Linked DNA regions of Mus musculus: regions 1, 2, 4 and 5 are each linked to region 3. The links are chromatin contacts, called in public HiChIP or PLAC-seq and promoter capture Hi-C maps. All regions are on one chromosome and are shown on one strand. Each heading gives the region's core, a stretch centred on a gene start, on an enhancer-like site or on the middle of the called end of the contact. The rest is flanking DNA. Distances are from core to core; before and after follow the strand shown. Region 1 holds the start of Csgalnact2 (chondroitin sulfate N-acetylgalactosaminyltransferase 2). Region 2 holds the start of Il17re (interleukin 17 receptor E). Region 3 holds the start of Ift122 (intraflagellar transport 122). Region 4 holds the start of Ankrd26 (ankyrin repeat domain 26). Region 5 holds the start of Thumpd3 (THUMP domain containing 3).

Evidence for each region. Promoter capture Hi-C pulls out the DNA fragments that hold promoters and counts their contacts. HiChIP or PLAC-seq counts read pairs in DNA pulled down with a chosen protein or histone mark.
Region 1: a promoter capture Hi-C map of fetal liver shows a contact between it and region 3, with 3 times the contacts expected there. The contact joins the promoter of Csgalnact2 here to the promoter of Ift122 in region 3. A contact is called at or near these places in 3 of 39 promoter capture datasets (the 3T3-L1 cell line, fetal liver and maxillary cranial neural crest).
Region 2: a promoter capture Hi-C map of cranial neural crest shows a contact between it and region 3. The contact joins the promoter of Il17re here to the promoter of Ift122 in region 3.
Region 4: an H3K27ac HiChIP or PLAC-seq map of embryonic stem cells shows a contact between it and region 3, with 6 times the contacts expected there. The contact joins the promoter of Ankrd26 here to the promoter of Ift122 in region 3. A contact is called at or near these places in 2 of 115 datasets of contacts at active chromatin or transcription factors (astrocytes and embryonic stem cells).
Region 5: a contact with region 3 is called in a promoter capture Hi-C map of hematopoietic stem and progenitor cells, with 4 times the contacts expected there. The contact joins the promoter of Thumpd3 here to the promoter of Ift122 in region 3. A contact is called at or near these places in 2 of 39 promoter capture datasets (hematopoietic stem and progenitor cells and pre-B cells).

Annotation. Positions count from the first base shown.
Region 1 is chr6:118,137,715-118,140,414 of GRCm38.p6, forward strand. Csgalnact2 (chondroitin sulfate N-acetylgalactosaminyltransferase 2) reads right to left here and starts at 1,426. Exons shown (of 8, transcript NM_030165.3): 1 at 1,309-1,426.
Region 2 is chr6:113,457,396-113,460,095 of GRCm38.p6, forward strand. It overlaps Il17re (interleukin 17 receptor E), which reads left to right and starts at 1,376. Exons shown (of 15, transcript NM_145826.6): 1 at 1,376-1,631; 2 at 1,965-1,980. The coding sequence starts at 1,500.
Region 3 is chr6:115,852,137-115,854,836 of GRCm38.p6, forward strand. It overlaps Ift122 (intraflagellar transport 122), which reads left to right and starts at 1,392. Exons shown (of 29, transcript NM_001167763.1): 1 at 1,392-1,573. The coding sequence starts at 1,533. It overlaps Mbd4 (methyl-CpG binding domain protein 4), which reads right to left and starts at 1,205. Exons shown (of 8, transcript NM_010774.2): 1 at 1,001-1,205. The coding sequence starts at 1,074.
Region 4 is chr6:118,560,989-118,563,688 of GRCm38.p6, forward strand. Ankrd26 (ankyrin repeat domain 26) reads right to left here and starts at 1,283. Exons shown (of 34, transcript NM_001081112.2): 1 at 825-1,283. The coding sequence starts at 1,069.
Region 5 is chr6:113,044,963-113,047,662 of GRCm38.p6, forward strand. It overlaps Thumpd3 (THUMP domain containing 3), which reads left to right and starts at 1,340. Exons shown (of 10, transcript NM_008188.3): 1 at 1,340-1,428; 2 at 2,453-2,700. The coding sequence starts at 2,485. Gm43868 (predicted gene, 43868) reads right to left here and starts at 1,209. Exons shown (of 1, transcript NR_164179.1): 1 at 1-1,209.

The DNA.
Region 1 (2,700 bases), core at 176-2,675, 2.3 Mb after region 3:
AAATGTATTCACATACTAAGACATTCACAAGAATGTTATAACACCCCTAAAACCTAAAACAAATAATACACAAATCTGGAAGCACACATTCATGAACAGAAGAACAATCACATCACAGAATGGCACATTACACTATAAGAAAGAATTATCAACACCATACCATGATATGAATGATATCATATCAAAAAACACGAACAGTGACTTCCACAGCAATATTCTGAGAATACTATATATTAACTCCATTAACATGAAGCTTAAAATAGTCCAAACTAATGGCTGATGAAAGAAGTCAGAACTCTTAATGGGGAAGCAGGGGTAACCTATTTGGAAGAAGCAGAGCACTATGGGAATGTTGTACAATTAAAATCTGATGTGTGTAGCAGCAGACAAGGTAAGAAGCATGTAATGATTCACAGACAGTTCATTTTCATGCATTTGTTGACGTTTTTTTATATTTTATACCACTACAAAAGGAGTGTAGATGGATAAACAGTAATTTCTTAATTATCTGAAACTAAAGCTGGTTGTTTAATATCAACACTTCTAAGCCTCATATACTGAAAACACAACACCCTTTTTATATTCTTTTAGTCACATAATTTAAAAAAGATAGTAGCAAATATTCCCGAATATTATGCCATAAAACACCTTTTTATTACTTCGGAAATCAGAGGTGCTTTTTTAAATGCACCTTTAAGAGATGGCATTAATCCCCAAGGTATTAAAGGCCCAGGGGCCTTCAGTGGCATGAACTGTCAGGACACTGCATGTACATTTCAAAAACAAGCTAAAGCACACCTTCAGATTTAATGAGGACTTAAGAAGAAAAGCGTTAGATTTGTAACCAAACTGTCATGCCGCCAATGTCATCATCACAAACACAAGTACCGCTGTGGTATTTGACAAATTACCCAGCCAGTTGCTCAGAAATGCAGGAATTTTCTAAACTATCTGGTCCTTCTGACAGTTCTCCGTTTTTGGTTTTTATCCAGGTTCCGGCGATCATCAATTCCTACTCCAAGAGCATCTTTTAAAGGGGAGCGTTTTGTCAGAGGCAGGAGGGCTGCTGCCAGTGGGCGCGTTCAACCCCACAGTAAAAAGTTTAGCCACTCAGCAGAGATGATGACGAGGAGGTTAAAAAAAAAACCTGACACGCAAACCAGCGGTCCCTGGCAGCAGCGGTCTCCAAAACGGGACCAGCCTCGGGAGGGCGCGTCAAGGAAGCGCCGCGCCCAGCGGCGTCCCGGAGGGCTCGTCCGAGGGGACCGGCCGCTGCCCAGAGGCGCGGCAGGACACGGCGGTACTCACCGCGCCCGCCGCTCAGCGTCGCCGCCTCTGGGGACCTGCACACCTGGCCAGCGCCCTGCGCGGGGCCGGCCCGGCGCGCCGCCGCGGAGCACCGCCACTTCCGGCGCGCGCGAGGAAATGAGGGAAATGAGGCTGGGTTGCTGTGGCGCGCCCGCCTCCGCGGTCAGGCCCCGCCCTCCACAGCCAGACTCCGCCCTCCAGGGCCAGACCCAGCCCACCGCAGCCGGGCTCCGCCCTCCACACTGCCAAGTCCCGCCCTCCAGGGCCAGGCCTTTCTCTTTCCAGCTAGGACACGCCTATTCCTCCCTCTTCTGTCCTGTGCCCTGCACAGAAAGCTCCACAGATGACAGTTGATTCATCTAAAAACAAACAAACAAACAACAACTGAGATGGGTGCTCAAGCCCTGTGGGATAAATAGCCTGGGAACATCATGCCTTAGAGACACTTAACTAGACACGCATGTGGCTAATCGTCACATAAGTGCTAACCTGGCAGAGCTGACTAGCGGGGAGGCTGAGGATAGCCAACATGCCTTCTGCTCAGGGAAGATCGGTACTGAACACTGAAGAGGTCCTTACGTGTTTTTACTTAAAATAAATAATTCCATTTGCTGCATGTAAAGTACCGTGTGTGTGTGTGTGTGTGTGTGTGTGTGTGTGTGTGTGTGTGTGAAGTCTAGCCTTTTCAGAAAAGCACACACTGGCAAAGTTGGAAAGAGACTGGATATGCAGTCAGCAAGCCTATCTTAGAAGTAGGTGATCCAGACCGTTAAAGTTTTCAGGATTTCCCTTGTGGCATTAGAGGAGAACATCTGGGCAGAAGATATCTCAACAACTGTCAGCCAATAGAGCCAGCTGTGGTCAGGAACAAAGTGTCTCCCTTGGACAGCTGCTTCTTTAGGACGCACCTTGAAGTCCCCTCAGACATCCATCTTCTCTAGTACAATCACAAAAGACAGTCCACGTGGGTTAGCTGCCTGCTGTCTACCAGCCACAGTCCTAAGTATGAGTGCAGGGAGGCAGGAGAATTCTCTCCTAGGAGACTTGGAACATGGGGACCTTTAGCAAATGGTTAAGTGCCCAGCACTGCTAAATTTCCAAGATAAGGCAAAAATTCTCTAATGTATTAATAAAGTAGATATAAATGGCACCTCACTGAAATCTTAGCGAGCCACGATGCCAGACTCCAGCTTTGGCACTGTTAGTCCAAGCCCACATCTACTGTGTGCCTACGTTACACTTGACATTTCATTAACAGTTTCTGAGAAGTCCCCAGAAGCCAGGTGTGACATCTGCCTATAGTCCTAGCACTCATGAGGCTGAGACAGAAAAATGATATTTTTCAGGCCTTCCTGGATTACTTAGTAAGTTCCAGGGCAGCCTGGGATATAC
Region 2 (2,700 bases), core at 126-2,625, 2.4 Mb before region 3:
CAGAATGTAGCTGTAGCTCCAGCACTGAGTAGAGAAGACAGGTGCGTCCCAGGAGCTTGCTAGTCCACCAGCCTCGCTGCAACCGCAAGCGAAGAGCCAGGTTCAGTGACAGGTCCTGTCTCAAAACAAGTCGGACACCAAGCAGGGACCAATTCATTTCATGAATGCAAAAGCAAGAGGAGACTTTCAGAGTAATAGGTAAATTGGAGGCTGCAGATATGAGCCAGTAGATTTAGGACTGCCTCTGGTGTCAGCCTCTGGCCTCCGCATGAACCTGCATGGACAAGCACACCTGCCCACCTAAATGCCCACCATGACACACACGCACACCTAAGTTTTTAAAAAAATTTAATTTTAAAACAGAGACAAGGAGGACAATGGTGGTGTGTGCCTTTAGACCCAACACCGCACTTGGGAGGCAAAGATGGATTTCTAAGTTCAAGGCCAGCCTGGTCTATAGAGTGAGTTCCAGGACAGCCAGAACTACACAGAGAAACCCTGTCCTGAGGGTGTGTGTGTGTTTGTGTGTGTGTGTGTGTGTGTGTGTGTGTGTGAGAGAGAGAGAGAGAGAGAGAGAGAGAGAGAGAGGCCCCCATGGACATGCCCTGAACTTTCCTCCCCTCGGGCATTGCCAAGGAAGGAGAGGGCTGCTGCAGCTCAAGTGCTCCATGGTAAGAGGAAACTGTAAGATGATGGGGATGGGGAGGGTCCCCACAAAGCCTGGAGCCGTGTCAGCCTTTTTCCTGCACCGGAAACCACAGGAAACCAGGTCAGTGCGTGGGGCTGCTCCCTCTGCTCCAGAGCTCGGCTGTCAGCTCTGGGGCTTCCTGAACAAGCCGTATCATTTAGTTGGTCTTCAAAGATGGAGAGCACTTTGACAGCTGGAAAGGGCTAGTGGGCACAGAGAGAAGGCTGGGCTTTAGTGGGAAGACAGCCGGGTGGGGAGCCCAAGTGCATGTGGGGTACGCAGGAGGCTTATTTGTGTTTTATAATGTTTACTCATTTTTGACTTCAGCAAATGATGCCCCAACCACTTCTTTATCGTCAGCATTCAGCGTAGACAAATGGAGAGTAACTGTTCATTTCTCAAAGAGAAGGATGTGGAACTGTCTGTGGCAGAGTATACTAATGTAATATGTGTGTCAGATCGGCAGTATTTGAGGTGCAGGAGGGGTTAAGAAATGGGTGCACCTCCACAACAAGGTGCAGGTCCCTTTCCTGTTAACTGTGCCACACCAAGAGCCTCCTGTGACTCCAGGGCAGTAAGGCTTTTTACAGAGCAAGCAAGTGTTCCTCAGTGCCCTGGCTCAGGAGAAGGAATGTGACCAAGCCTGCTGGTTAGGATCAAGGAGGAGCTTCGGGGCAGGGTGGATCTAGGGCAGGGTTAGGTGAGAGCGCCTGCTGGTACTGTGTGCTTCTCACAGCTCCAGGGCCAGGCCCTGCTGCCCTCTTGCAGACAGGAAAGACATGGTCTCTGCGCCCGGATCCTACAGAAGCTCATGGGGAGCCCCAGACTGGCAGCCTTGCTCCTGTCTCTCCCGCTACTGCTCATCGGCCTCGCTGTGTCTGCTCGGGTTGCCTGCCCCTGCCTGCGGAGTTGGACCAGCCACTGTCTCCTGGCCTACCGTGTGGTAAGGTCCTGCTGCCAAGTGAAGGGGCACTTGCTTGGCACAGACTAGAACCCCTCTTTCTCTTGCCTGCCCTTTCCTACCTCTGAAATCCTGGGCTCTTAGTGGCAGCCTCAGTGTGTCCTCTATGTGGTCTTGAAGGGATGGCTAAGGTTCTGGTGAGCAGAGGTCCTAGGCAGGGTGGGACTGAGAGAAAAACAGCTGGATGGATGGACTGAGCTGAGGGTCTCAGACCCAGATGGTTGGATGCAGAGTGCAGGGAGAATGCACCTTATGCGACTCCCTTCTAATGACTCCTCTCTCCTTTCTTTTCCCTTCTGGGCCCTGTATCTTCAGGATAAACGTTTTGCTGGTAAGTCTTATTTCCTGTCCTGCTCCTCTTCCCTGGGCTCCCCAGTGGTCCAGGACCCAGAGAGCCATCCTTGGCAGTTTTGGTTCCCAACCCAAGGAGTCTGCTATCAGTAAGAAAGTGCAGGACTAGTCTAGATTCCTCAGATTCTATAAATCCTTAGGCAGAGCTCTTCACTCCTCTATCTGACCTTGGCTTCTGAGCACCAGAGTGGAGGAGAAATGACTAGAAGATGAGGGCCGTGTTGCTTCCTGCCAATGGGGAAGATAAAATGAGCAACATGGTTAATCTCCAGGCATCCACCCAAGTGGCTCTTCCTATCACTGGCCCCTCACTCTATCAGGAACAATACTCTTTTATACTTTATGATACATTCAACTTTACCAAGCTTTCCCAGATGCATTGCATTACTTAAGACTCTTGATGAATGAGCAGTCTGGCACCTGGGTCTAATAACTTTCTCAAGATCATACTCAAAAGATTTATCAAAGCTCAGCCCTAAATTCAGTTGGAAGGAGGTAAGAGGGACCTCCTTAGACCCAACTGTTTCTCTTTTTGTTTTTGTTTTGAGACAGGGTCTCACTATGTAATACCAAAGCTTCCATCCTTTAATCCTCCTGTCTCAGCCTAAGCAATGGGCTTACAGCCATGTGTCTCTATGCTGACTTTCCTTTCTCTGACACAGGAAGTTTTGCTCAAACCCCCTGCCCTACTGTCCTAGCC
Region 3 (2,700 bases), core at 142-2,641:
AGCTCAGTGGTTAAGAGCACATATTCCAGGAGACTCCGTACCCACATCAGGCAGCTTATAACACCCTGCCTGCAACTCCAGCGCCAGTGAACCTGACACCTCCTCTGGTCTCCACCAACACCTACGTATATAGACAAACACATAAAGAAAAAAAAGTGGGTCTCTAGAGAGACCTTCTAACCCAACCTACTTTCTACAAATAGGGAAATAGGGACACTAAGCAAGACCTAGAGACTAACCACAATTAGAACCATGGCATTCTTAGATGGAATTTGGCGTTAGGTATCAGCTAGAAGGATCTTATAGGGAGACAAGGTAACTGAAACCTGAGGGAATCCCTACAAAACTGTTAGGTTAACAAAATGGGTCAAAACCCCAGCTCGCTACTTATTATTAGCTGATCTTCCAAAGAGAAAGTCACTTTGAGCTCAAAATCTCCGTTCTCCATCTGTAAAAAGGAAGTAGCATTAAAAAAAAAAAAGTTTTGTTGTTTGCTTTTGAGCCGGGAATCTTATGTACCATAGGCTAGCTTTGAACCCACGACGTACCAGAGACTCATCTTCAACTTCTGATCCTCCTGCCTCCACAGGCAGACGCCGCCAAGCCCGGATATTCGGTGCTGTCGCTCGAACCCTCGGCTTTGTGTTTACTACGTAAACACTACCAACTTAGTTAAATGCCCAGCCCTTAAAAGTGTTTGAGCGCCCAAGTTTTGGGACATGCAAATACGTGCATCATTTTAGCCCGGACACAACAGTAGCTTCCTCTGTGACTTGTCATAGGGCTATTTCTGAGGGTCCCTTCCGGCCCAGGCTAACCTGCTTGCATCACAAAACCTCCCTTGTCCTCCAAGCTCCCCAGTCAGTTCGGCCAAGGAATCGGGTACACCCTAGTCTTGTTCCCACAGGGCGACAGCTCTAGGTGCCACCTTGTGTTAAAGGTTAGGAAGACCCACACAAGAGCGACTCCTCTGAGGCCCGAGAGAGGTTTAATAACTTGCCAGCGATCCCAAGGCGGGTCTGGAACTAGGCTCTCTCCACGGACTCTGTTGTCCCCAAGGTTTGGGCTCTCCATCCCTGCTGCTTTGGTCCACTGGGGCGCAGCTGCAGCTCCAGGCCGAGAGGTGGAGTAAAACACAACTCAAACCACTGAGCCGAATCCAAACACCGACGTGAAAGTCAATCAACCCACACAGCAGCCTTCCCGCCACCGCTTCAGCTACAGATGCCACAGCCAGGGTCCCGCCAATCAAACCCTCTGTCGTCAAGACTCCCCGCCCCACCCACCTTTCCGGACCAATCGCTCGTGTCATACTTACGCTTCCGCCTCCTGCGTCCCTACGCGCCCGGCGCTTCGGCGGAGGAGGTGGGCTCCCTTTTGTACATGCGCACTTGGAGCTTTGGGAAACTCATGCGCGGTTCATTGCGCATGTGCGTTGCTAAGGGTAGCGCAGGTAGCTGAAGTGGTTTGTGGAAAGAAGCCTGTTGCTGCCGAGGCTGGGAGGAGGGGCCCGAAGCGTGAGGGAAACGGCGATGAGGGCCGTGTTGACGTGGAGAGACAAAGCGGAGCAGTGGTGAGGAGCGGGAACTTCGGGGATGGCGGGGAGGCGGCAGGAACCGGCGCATTGCCATGGCAACGGGCCTGCGGCCTGGACCGAGGACTCTGATTCCGTGCCTTCAACTTCCCAATGGAAGAGAAGCTGAGATTCCTGGAGGGGCATAGGGATCATCTGAGGGAGGCTGGAGCAGTTTATACGTCATCATCATCCAATTTCACTTCTCTCTTCTCAAAATTCCTCACCCACCAGTGTTTTCTCAGCTTCCTAACCATCCTCAAAGTGCCCACACTTTTGTTTATCTGACATTCTTTAAATTTCTCCTGTTTTTGTTGGTTTGTTTTTGAGATAGAGCCTCACTTTAAAGCTCTGGTTGGTCTGGAATGCACTATGTTGACCAAGCTGGCGTTGAACTCACAAAGATACATATGCTTCTAGCTCCCCAGTGCCGGGATTAAAAATTTTCGAGCAGGAACAAACAAAACGGTGTGAGTAACTTGCATCTCGGTTCTGAGCATTTCCACCTGAGCTGAGATCTACTGTGTCTGAAACAGGACATTTCCATGTACGGTCAGAGAAACATGTAAGATGCGATCAAGTCAAGACATCTCTTGATTGGGAAGTTTGAGGAGTATTTTCAAAATTAGTACTTAAGAGTGAGCTTAATTTAAAGCTTAATTTTAAATACTGAGGATTAAGGCTTAGTATTTAAGAGCACTTTGGATAAGTTCCAGGACAGTCAAGTCTACACATAGAAACCCTGTCTTTAAAAACAAAAACAAACGAACAAAAAAGAAAAAGAAAAAAATATATAGTAAAAAAAAATATTGGGCTGGAGAGATGGCTCAGAGGTTGAGAGAACTGTCTGCTCTTCAAGCGGTTCTGAGTTCAAGTCTCAGCAACCACATGATGGCTCACAACCATCTATAATGACATCTGGTGCCCTCTTCTGGCCAGCAGGTGTATATGCAGGAAGAATGCTGTATACATGATAAATAAATCTTTAAAAAAAAATCAAAAAGTGTTTTAAAAAGAGAGAATGACAATAGAATGACTCTGTCATCTTAATTAATTTGGTATGATTTGATATCCTATTCTATTTTGTCATTAAAATCCACCAGCCAGGAACACATTTCAGGAAATTC
Region 4 (2,700 bases), core at 33-2,532, 2.7 Mb after region 3:
GGCTGGCCCCGAACTCAGAAATCCACCTGCCTCTGCCTCCCAAGTGCTGGGATTAAAGGCATGAGCCACCACTGCCCAGCAATATCTAAATTCTTACATATACTTGATTGGATATGTTCTGGGTTTTCTATTCCACCCTGCTCACTGCTGTGTCTCTTTGGCTGCTAGTAAACGACTGACTTGTGAAAACTAGTAGTTTTATCCTTTAGAAAGTTTTTTTTTTCTCGTCTCATCACAAAATCAAAAGCAACATAAGAAACTCAAAATTGTTAAAACGCTGACGGTCGGGTTTGGCTTACGTTAAATTGATCAGGATATTCAGAGTTCGAGTTCTGGGAATTACCAATCTTTGACTCGAGAATATGGAACTATTTTCCCACTTCAAAATGCAGTAAAAACAAACCAACCAACCAAAACCATTCACACAGGTGTACGGCAGTGATAAGATGGATCCTGTATGTTAGTGGAAGAATTTTTAACCTTGAACAGAAACATTTCTCCTATTATGTATTTCTACAACATAAAACTTTCTTATATGTATGCAGAAAGTTAAAATGTTAGTTAACTCGCTTTACATTGCCAGTGAAGGGAACTGTCAGTGGATCAGAAACCAGCTGAAGTGTTTTTTGTTGCTGTCCTTGCTGTTCATACAGGTCAGGGCTTAGACCCCACTAAGACTTAGGCATTCAAAGCCAGGTGGGAAGAGTCAAGCTTCCTTAATGAAAGATAGACTCTCTGTCTTCCAGCCCCAAAGCCAGACAAGGTAGGTGCACGCTCCCCCACCAGCTTCGTCCCGCCCCGCTAACTGGCGGGCCATTTATTACCTGTCCTTCTTGTCTCTATCGTTCACGCCACTTTTTCCAAGGATAAGGATATGCTGCACTTTGGCTACATCTCCCACGCTTGCAGCCTTGTGGATCTTGCCCATATCCTTGTCGTGAATATGGTACCTGGGCACGTGGGAGCCACTAGCACTCTCGCGTCCAAAGCCCACGCAGTTGCTGCGCGGGCGGGCAGAGGGGCCTAAGGGCGATGGGCCCTTACTCCTGAAGCCAAAAATCTTCTTCATGGCAGAGGGTACGCCCCTCACAGGCACCTTCTTCCCCGCGCAACGTTGGCTGACAACACAACGCAGCTAGGGCACTTATTGAAAAGCCGGCCTAGACGCACGGGATCCCACCGGGAAAGACGCTGCATGGCCCGGCAGGTTTTTAAAGCACAATAATCGCCAAGCCGAGCTGCAAACTAGCAACCCGCGCCTTCTTGCTGCCGCGCATGCTCACACAGGCCCAGCAGCGACCAGTGCCCAGCACGCGTGCGCACGGCCAGGCTCCGCCTTCTTTGCTGTTCAGGAGGTCAGGGCGCTGCAACCTAGCGGGTTCTCTAACCCGGGGTTTAAGGCGGAGGTGGGCAGTGTGTTGTTTCCAGAGGCCCGGGTTAGCCTCGGTTTGGGCGTGATCGCTGCAAGGCTTCAACAGGAATGGGGGTCGCTCAGCAGCGTGGAACCCAGACCCAGTACTCCAGGACTGCGGGCATTGAGGGCGCCTGGCAGATGGGCGCAGAACCTTCTGGAGTCCGGCCTCCCTGCTTAGCTTTGGCCTTGTGTTTCAGTGGCAGTTAAACCTGTTGGGGAGCAAACCTATTGGACTCTAGGTAGGCGATAATCAAAAAGTAAACTACAAACAGCATGGATGGAATCGTGGCGTGGAAGAGTAAGGGAAGAGATTTTGTTAAGCTAAGTAGTTTGGGAATTAGTGCAATAAATGATCGTGTTTCACAGCCTAAAGAGTCAGTATATGAGTTAGACAAGCTGATGGGAGGTAAGAAGAAAAGGTTGTCTGCATTTGGGATCTGAATGAAACGATATGATGTGTGTAAATTTTTGGTTTTGGACCTGGAAAAAGTAATACTTAGTAAGCAGTTTTCCAGTGTAAGTGTTCACCTTGACGTTTTAAATTGTTAATAAATTTTGTCAATCTAAAGCCACAACTCACCTCAAAGGGAATAAAATACCGTTCGTGCCTAATAGGACCTCCAGTGGCCGCAGGAACTACCTCAAATTCAGGCTACCTCAAATCCTGTTTCATGTTCCAATTTTAATAGAAACGACAACAAATCAACCCACTTTTCAGATACGTCGGTGGGTACGTCAGGTAAGTGGGTTTTGTGTTAACACCCCTCAGATGGCAGTTGATGAATTTCTTACCCCCTTTGGCTGATGGAAGCTAGGAGTCCCAGTGGACATTCCAAAGGCTTTACCTCCTGGACATAAAGAAGCTAGGTCCCACGCACAGGAGAACACGATGGCTCAATGTGATTTGCTTCTGGACTTGCAACGTTCAAAACTTGCTACGGCAGTAGTTCAGATCAGTCAGTTCCTATGGTACAGCTTCTTTTTTTTTTTAATTTTTAATTTTTTATTAGATATTTTCTTTACATTTCGAATGTTATCAGCTTTCCTATCCTACCCCCTCCCCCTGCTCCCCAACCCACAGGAATCCCACTTCTGCAGTGTGGATCTGTAATACATGCTGTACTCAATGGAATGATTCCACAGGTTTTTGATTTGACTATATCTTTTGTAATAAAAATTGAAATAAATTCTATTGCTAATTTTATCTTTGTGTGTGTGTGCGCGCATGTGTGTGCATGTGTGCCTCTGTGTGTGTGTGTGTAAAACAGAATCTCACTCTAGCCTAT
Region 5 (2,700 bases), core at 90-2,589, 2.8 Mb before region 3:
CGGTACACTTGTGGAAGTCAGGGGGCAACCCATGGAGTTTGTTCTCTCCTTCCACAGTGTGGGTCCTGGGGATAGAATGCAGATGGCCAGGCTTGATGGCAGACACCTTTTACATGCTGGGCCGTTTGTCAGACCCCTTTTTTATTTTTTACTAAACTACAACGCCGCTTTCTACGATACTGGCTGCTCCTAAACTCTTTGATGCATCCAAGGCAAGGATCCGGTTTTTACCTTTCTCATTGTCCGTGCTGACAAGGACAGTGTGGCTCCATGCCTCAGCTGCTGCTGCCACCACTGAAACTTTAAACAATTTTTATTATTTATTTATTTATTTATTGGTGAGGATGAGGGGAGAGGCAGAGAGAGAGATTGCAATGCAGTGTCATAATGCCCTTGGAGCCAGACTTGGCTGTCAGAGCCCCTGAAGTTACAGGTATTGAGAGCGGCCAGAGGTGGGTGGGTGCTGGGTACCAAATTTGAATTCTCTGGAAAAGCAAGCCTTAATCACTGAGCCATCTCTCCACCATCGCTCCCCCCCCCCCCCCAAAATCCGGCTGTCTCTTTCTGTTGAGTTCTAAGTTTCCTCTTTTAAAATGTTACATTTGGGGCTGGTGAGACGTCTTAGAGGGTAAAGGCTCTTGCTACCCATCCTGATTAGCTGAGCTGGATCACTGGAACCCACGTGGTGGAAGAGAAGCAACTTCTGCCAAGTTGTCCTCTGACCTCAGGTGTGGCACACAAGCTCCCTCCACACACACAGGAAATACATGTAACTAAAATATAGGAAATGTAACCTTTGGCATATATAGAGAAACATGATCTGAAAACCGCAGGCTAGGCTAGGGGCTATACTCTAGTTACAGCACAGCTTGCCGGTCCCTGCAGAATCCAAGCCGGGTATGGTGGCGCACACCTGTAGTCCTAGCATCCCGGAGGCAGAGACAGCGGATATCTGTGATTTCCAGGACAGAACGATCGACAAAACGAGCAGGCCAGTCAGGGCTACATAGTGAGACTCCAATCTCAAAAAGAAATTCCAAGTAAAGAGTGTTGTGCAAGACGGGAATGGGGGAGAAGAATCTCTTTAGCCTCGGTTTCTCTGGCTTTAAGACTGGAATCAAGTCCCAGTCTCACCCCAGTGCTCGACACTGAGGGCAGAGGAAGTAGAACAACCGAGCATCCGCTCGCTAGGAGAGCGCCCTCCGCAGTGGTTCCCTCCGGGCAGGTGACCGGCCTACCGGCCGTTCTTCCTCTTCCGGGTCAGAGTGCACCCAACTGCGCACAGCTCTCCGCGCACACTCCCCCGCCTACCCCGGAGCGTGGGAGCACCGTGCCCTCCGAGGCCTGACTTCCGTTTCCGGGCTGGCACCTCGGCTTCCGGCGGCGTGCTCGCGGTGCGGAGACCGGAAGGGTCTGTGCTTGCTGCCGGTAACTGGCCGCGGCTGGGAGTGGCCGGGTGGGTGGGACGCAGGGGAAGACGGCGGTGGCTTCGTATAGGTCGGTGCTGGGGCTGAGCGTCTGGACTCTCGCTGGGCTTCGCAGAGGGTGGGAGTGAGAGAGCCACTGCCCTTCGGTCCGAACAGCCCTTCTGCTCTCCACACTGTCCGTAGGAGTTGTGTTCACAGTGGCGAACGGTGACACGGTGGAACCGCGTTCACCTCTGTGGCCTGTTCTTGGTTGGCACAGCATTAGGGACAAGGAAGATGTTAGCTTAAGCCACGGCGCTTTTGAAAAGCTGGTGGGAGGTGTGGGCCCTCCATCACGGTAACACCACTCCAGCCCCTTCAACCTCCACAAACACTCCCACAGGACGTCTGTATTACTAGCTTCAGACATTTCCAAGGTGTCCCCAGCATGCGCGTCATTGGATCTCGGCGTCACCACATAGTAGGCTTTCAGATATTTGTAATTGTTTAGATAGTGGAAGTTGAGTTAATCTTTAATAAATTCACTGCCCACTTGTCTACATGGCGGAAAGTAGATACCTCACCCATACATTAAAAGTTTTGATCATTAGTCCAGAATTGTGTTGTTCTCGTTAAAATCTTCTGTCTTTGGGAAAGAGAGATATATTTAGTTTCCAGTTCGAAACTAGGCAGGAGTAACTTGCTTCCTGGACCCGCGAGTGTGGGAAGCAAGAATTTTTAACTCTGAACCACTACAGCCTCACATCCTGAAGTGCTAAGCTGAAAGAGCAACAGAGGAGCTTCTCTATTCATGTTAGCAAATGTAAGATGGTGCTTACCAACACAGATGAGCCTAAGCCAAGCACTGCATGCAGTGGAAACACTCTTGTCTTTTCTCCTGATGAGCCTGCATATTGCTTGTTTAGTCACGTTTCACTGCCTGTAATCCGTGCCCTTATTTATACTACAGTTTTAACTCGATAGGTACATTGAAATACAAAAAGAGATGGCATTGTTTCCCTTTTTCTTCCCTGTATTGCCTCTAGAGACTGTTGGTCCTTTTAGAAACATCTCCATCATGTCTTGTGACACTCAAGAAGCTACCAGAGAGTGCCTGGGTATGAACCTTGATGGCAACAAAGAGCCTGTGTCGCTGGTAGAAAGCGGCGTCAGAAGTGAGTCGGAGCATCTCCAAGTCACTATTGGAGCCACTGTACCCACTGGCTTTGAACAAACGGCTGCGGGGGAAGTGAGAGAGAAACTGAAGTCGGCCTGCAGAATCAGCAAAGACCGC